Linked DNA regions of Mus musculus: region 1 is linked to region 2. The links are chromatin contacts, called in public Hi-C maps. All regions are on one chromosome and are shown on one strand. The core of a region is the stretch at or near the end of the contact, and the rest is flanking DNA. Distances in the headings are between cores, read along the strand shown.

Region 1 (2,700 bases), core at 165-2,664, 160 kb before region 2:
ACGTATACATACATACATATATATGGAGAGAGAGAGAGAGAGAGAGAGGTGCTGGAGAGGGAACTCAGTGGTTAAGATCACTGACTGCTCTTCAGAGAACCCAGACTCAATTCCCAGCACCTGCACGGCAGCTCACAACCATTCAAGACTCCAGTTCCAGGGAGCCTATGCCCTTTTCTGGCCTCTGTAGGCACTGGATGCATTTTTTTTAATGTAAAATTTAAAAAAAAAAAAAAGGTGTTTTAAAGGGCTTTACTGGCCTGGGGAAGAAAGTGAAACCCTGAATTGATCTCTACCACTGTCCAGAAAGAAAGAGCCTTGTTTTTATAAATGTGCACATTCATGATCACAGATGCAAAACAGCGCCGAGCCACACCCCTGAGGCTAGGCTTTCAAGTGGTTGGAACCTGGAACTCCTAGAAATCACTGGGGCTGGCTGGTACCCAGGCAGCTTTGGTAGAGAGGTGTGCACCGTGGATGATAGAGAAAGGATCAGCGGTAGGGGAATGCGCCCCAGTAATAGTGTGCTTTTAAGAAAAAAAAATTCTGTTTAACAGAACAAAAGGAAATCTAGATGTGATGGGGAAAGTTACCAAGCCACAAAGAGTCACATGCTTTTTACGTCGCTAATACGTTTTTTCAAAGAACAATACTAAGTGCTTGACTTGTGCTTTTGACAGACTGGGACTGCGGACAGACAGACGGACAGACGGCATCTCCCGAGGACCCGAGTTTAGGAGAGGAAATGAGCTCGTCACCACTTCCGGGCTCCTTCCCCTCCCACATTTTATGAGTTTGAGTTTTCTCATTGTCAAGGCTTGCACTATTTACATCCTGTCCGGTAACCTTCGCTCCCACCATTGTTTGGCCGCTGTTCCGGGTGTGGACTCCGTGCTCTGGCCTGTCCTTGCAGAATGGGCTTCCCACTCCTCATCCCCCACCCATTCCTCCTAAGCCTTTGTCATCAGGGAATCTTTGCCAGAAGGGCTGAGCTAGTCCCAGCCACAGGTGTCTGGATTCTCTGCTGCCAACCTTGAAGGTTTTACAACAGCCTGATTTATGCCTGATGCCTGGGGGAAATTGATAGGGAAAAACAAACAAACAAACAAACAAGAAAAAAAACTACTGTGCTGCTATGCCTCCCAATATAAGTACGGGAGTCCTGACTCGGAGTTGGTGATGGATGGTTGAAGTGTTAGAATTTGGAACTAAAGAAAATAACCGGGCAGTCCTGACTCTGTGTGTGTGTGTGTGTGTGTGTGTGTGTGTGTGTGTGTGTGTGAGAGAGAGAGAGAGAGAGAGAGAGAGAGAGAGAGAGAGAGAGAGAGAGAGAGAGAGATGGTGCTGGAGGCTACTGAGCTGGGAACTGGGAAGTCAGAATTGATTTAGACAGTCCTTGCCTCTGGTTCACATATACCCGTGGGGAAGCAAGACTTCCCCATTGTGATGCACATGCCTGTAGCCTGAGCGCGTTGGAGGTGGAGGCAGGAGGATAGTGAATCTGAGGCTATCCTGGGCTACCTGAGGCTCTGACTCAAAAACAAAAAGGCCAAGAGAAAGAGAAAAATGCATCTCTGGAACTTTCCATTTTCTATTTCTGGGCTGTGATTGCCCACCCCTAACTACAATGGCAACACCATGGATAAAGACAGACTAACTGCTGACAACATGGGTAAGGACAGACTGCTTTTCCCTTGGGAGGGAGCAGGGAGAAAGTTGAATGGTTTTCTGAGTATCAACACGAGCCCCTGAAGTAGGAAATCTTAGCTGCTTCATGAAGCATCTCACAGGAGGGGCCCAAGAGAAGGAGACCCAGGGGCCAGAATCCATGGACACAGCAGCTGTAGGCTAGGCTTTGCAAACTGTCCACCAGTGTCTTCCTGTGATAGCAAAGGACATGCATTGCCCAAACCAGATCCTTCTGGGAGTGAAAAGAAACATCCCGACATCAGCCAGGACCATAGAAGCAAACAGGGTCCCCATTCAGGAGCAGACATGGGGCCTAAGCATATGGACTCTCTAGTGAGACACTGGGGTTAATGTCTGCCCTCCACCCTTTACTGTGAAAAAGAGGCAAGCTGGTGGTTGCTCTCTGCCTCAGTTTCTTTATCAGATAAAGAGAGGGACGCCCCACCTCCCCTCCCCATCACTACAGGATGAGCATCCTCCATTTCTGCTGTTAGTCTTTGGATTCTGTTGCTATTGTTATTTATTGTTAGCTATTGTTCTATAGTCCATACCAGTCTCCAACTGCTGCATTTTGAGAACAACTTCTGAACTCCCCACTTTTTGTTTTCCACCTCCCCAGTGCTGGAATTACAGGCCTATCCCACCACCTCTGGTTATTCTTTATATTAAAGTGAGTCCTTTATTACAAAGACCTCAAACCATGAGAAAATGATTTCTGAGAAGCAATGGGCCCACGACTTCTGAAGTGAACACCTTAGTGTTTGGGACTACTCAGAAAGGTCTCATGGCTGCCTCTGCAGCTGTGCTGGCTCCAGAGCAGCTGGGAGCCGGCAGCTCTGCTCTACCTTCTCAAGATACCAATGCCTACGTAGCCTCAGGAGCCTCCAGACCAACCTCTAACAATGTTTGCTTGTTACTTGTTCCAACCCTTTAAAATCAGGCTTTTCCTCTGGTGGTTTCTTCAGGGGCTTTGATTCTCTCCAAAAAACAAACAAACAAACAAACCTCTGC
Region 2 (2,709 bases), core at 188-2,687:
TCTTTCACATATGTATTATAGGAAGTTTCCACAGTAGCAGGGTTCCATATGACCTCAAACACCCCTTAGTGTTAGTTGTCCCTCCCCAGACTCCCTCCCTTACCCCCATCTTCCATCCCTCTCCCCACTGAGTCTCACTTTGTAGACTTGGCTGTCCTTGAGCTCATGGTGATCCTCCTGCCTCAGCTTCCTAAGTGTTGTGCTGACAGGCATGCATGACAACACCTGGCTTAGTTGGTTTTCTCCTGTTCCATTTCTTTGTTTGCGTCTTCCCAGTCCTTCTGCTATTTTGACACAGGCAATGCCACTCTATTCTGAATAATGGAAGCCACCCCTCCTTTATTTCAGATACAGGGTTACGATGTCCCCTCCCCGTCTTCCCTGTCCTCTTGGTGAGCTTTGCCTAACCTGTGCACAAGGTAAACTCACTGAACCCAGCAGATCGTGGGGTGTGGTGACTCAGGCCAGTAAGGCCTGCACTTGGAGAGCAGAGGCAGACAGATCAGCCTCAGCCACAGAGCGAGCTCAGGACCAGCTTGGGTCAGACAAGCAGCCGCCTGAGTCAGAGAGAAAAAGGAAGCCACGTGCCTGTTGCCAATTGCACCACTACTACCCAGGGACCGGGAACTGTCACTTGCTGAGTTCCTGCTTCTGTTTGTATTGTTGCACATGACCCTTGGCAACCGAAGGAGGCCATGGAAGGAGGAAGAGGAGGAGGAGGAAGAGGAGGGAAAGGAAGAAGAGGAGGAGGAGGAGAAACTATTCAGGAGAAGTCACTGACCCAGGCCTTAGAGCTGGCAAGTGATCCCGCAATCAGACCTAGTGCAAGGCCCTAAGAGAACTGCATCCAGCTGATGTGGCAGTAGGCATTTTATAAAGACTTCCTTTCCTTCCTTTTTTGAGACAGGGTCTTGAAGTGGAAACTTAAGGGTTCTTTGGAAAGTTAGTTGGACGGTGTTTTGCTGGATCAAACACATGAAGGGGTGTTTTCCAGAAGTGGACACAGGTGTGAAAGGCTAAGGCAGACTCATGAAGGAACATTGTGCTGAAGCAGACACAGGAGAGAGGATGCTCTGCTAAAGCAAGCACGTGAAAGGAGGAGTGATGAAGCATGATGGAGTCTTTGCTAACAGCACGCATGCATTGCTCTGCCTTACACTGAGCAGTTGAGCTACATTTGCTGGGACACCAAAGAGAGAAACCACGGAAAAATTTTTGGTGGTGTGCTGCAGTTTGTTGCTGCTTCTGCAGACTTGGGCTGATTGGATGGACGTGCTGAGGCAAGACATGTGGAAGACGTGATGTTTGGAGGTATAAATAGGACTCCATGGTGACAGAGACAGCTTGGCTTGCTGGGACAGCTAGCAGTGCAATGCTTGTGGCTCTTGCATCTTCAATGATCTTCACTTCCCTGAGAGATGCACAGACGAGAGCTTCTCTGGGGGTTCCTGTTGGTTCCTCCTCTTGACTCAAGCCTAGGCTAAGGCCTGGCTGTCTCTGCTAGGTTGTGTCACCACTGTTGCTAACCCGACCTACTGAACCGGACTGCTGGTGTATCTGTGAGGTGTTTGTGAGTGGATGGAGCTGTCACTACTGACTCTGGGAACTGAACTGCTGATTTCCAGACAATACAGATGGGAGTTGCTCCCAAGATCCTTTCTAAACAGGTCCACTTCCCCCACCCCCACCCCCACACACCATATCCTTTTTTTCCCACTACCTCTGGTGGGTGGTGGCTTACAAGGAAGGTTAAAGTGTTTAAGAACCACCATTAAAAATAGGATTTGAAACAATTAAAGTTACAAGGTCTCACTGTGTAACCCTAGCTGGCTACCCTCAAAGTTACAGAGATTGCCTTTCAAGGGCTGGGATTAAAGGTGTGTGCTACCAGGCCAGGTACCAAGGTCATGAAAAGCTAGGCTGGGGTTACTGTCACCACACTGACTTATTTCCCCCTGAAACAAGGTTTTTTTCTCTGTGTAGCCCTGGGTGTCTTGGAACTCACTCTGTAGATCAGGCTGACCTCAAAGTCATAGAGATCCACCTGCCTCTGCCTCCTGAGTGCTGGGATTAAAGGTGTGCGCCACCATAGTTGGCTAGGTGCTGTACTCCTCATTTTTTTGGTGTATGGTATAGGTGCTTTTCCATGCATTTACGTCTGTGCAGCTCATGAATACATACCCAAGGTGGCCAGAAGAGGGCACCCGATCGCCTGGAACTGGAGTTACAGAAGGGCATTAATCTCTGCCTTGGAGCTAGGAACCAACACCTGGCTCTGGAAGAGCAGCCAGTTCTCTTAACCCCTAAGCTATCTCTCCAGTCTCTTCTGGACATCGTTAAGTGGCATCGCCCACCATATCCTCTTCCATGGCTTTCCTGTCTCAGCAGATCACCCTACCATCCCTGCATTTAGCTCCAAATCAAGGAGTCATCTTTGGTTCTGAGTTTGGCTTGTTTTACCCATGTCCAAGCCTCCACTGAATCCTGTCCAGTCTACCTACAGCCACACACACCTACCATTTGCATTCAGGGCTGCCCACTGCTCAGCTGGATCCTGCAGCAGTCACCAAGTGGACACCTGGCCCTTTGGTCTTGGCCTCTGCTGGCCACAGCATCCCTCCCACCGTTCGTCCTTGTAGTGTCTTCCAGGGAAGCTGGGCATGGTGGCACAGTCTCAAAATCTTAGCACTCCCACTAGCAGAGTGGCTA

What was found. A called contact is a pair of places that touch in the nucleus more often than the background predicts.
Region 1: a Hi-C map of bone marrow-derived macrophages shows a contact between it and region 2, with 40 read pairs. The contact joins two enhancer-like sites. A contact is called at or near these places in 3 of 15 datasets of contacts at CTCF or cohesin (CD8 T cells, the NIH/3T3 cell line and large pre-B cells), 7 of 484 Hi-C or Micro-C datasets (bone marrow-derived macrophages, embryonic fibroblasts, embryonic stem cells and 3 more), 15 of 115 datasets of contacts at active chromatin or transcription factors (CD8 T cells, the HPC-7 cell line, bone marrow-derived macrophages and 8 more) and 3 of 9 other capture datasets (adipose tissue, liver and pancreatic islet).

What each region holds. Positions count from the first base shown.
Region 1 is chr7:80,581,080-80,583,779 of GRCm38.p6, reverse strand. No RefSeq gene overlaps it. Among named protein-coding and RNA genes, the nearest start is that of Gm42398, 26 kb to the right of the region's middle. Within about 2 kb of position 1,414, at least 106 of the 459 cell types and tissues checked have an H3K27ac peak or open chromatin away from gene starts, as enhancers often do. A contact at or near this core is called in the HPC-7 cell line, adipose tissue, bone marrow-derived macrophages and 1 more, where this site is marked.
Region 2 is chr7:80,424,414-80,427,122 of GRCm38.p6, reverse strand. No RefSeq gene overlaps it. Among named protein-coding and RNA genes, the nearest start is that of Gm44851, 21 kb to the right of the region's middle. Within about 2 kb of position 1,437, at least 68 of the 459 cell types and tissues checked have an H3K27ac peak or open chromatin away from gene starts, as enhancers often do. A contact at or near this core is called in the HPC-7 cell line, adipose tissue, bone marrow-derived macrophages and 1 more, where this site is marked.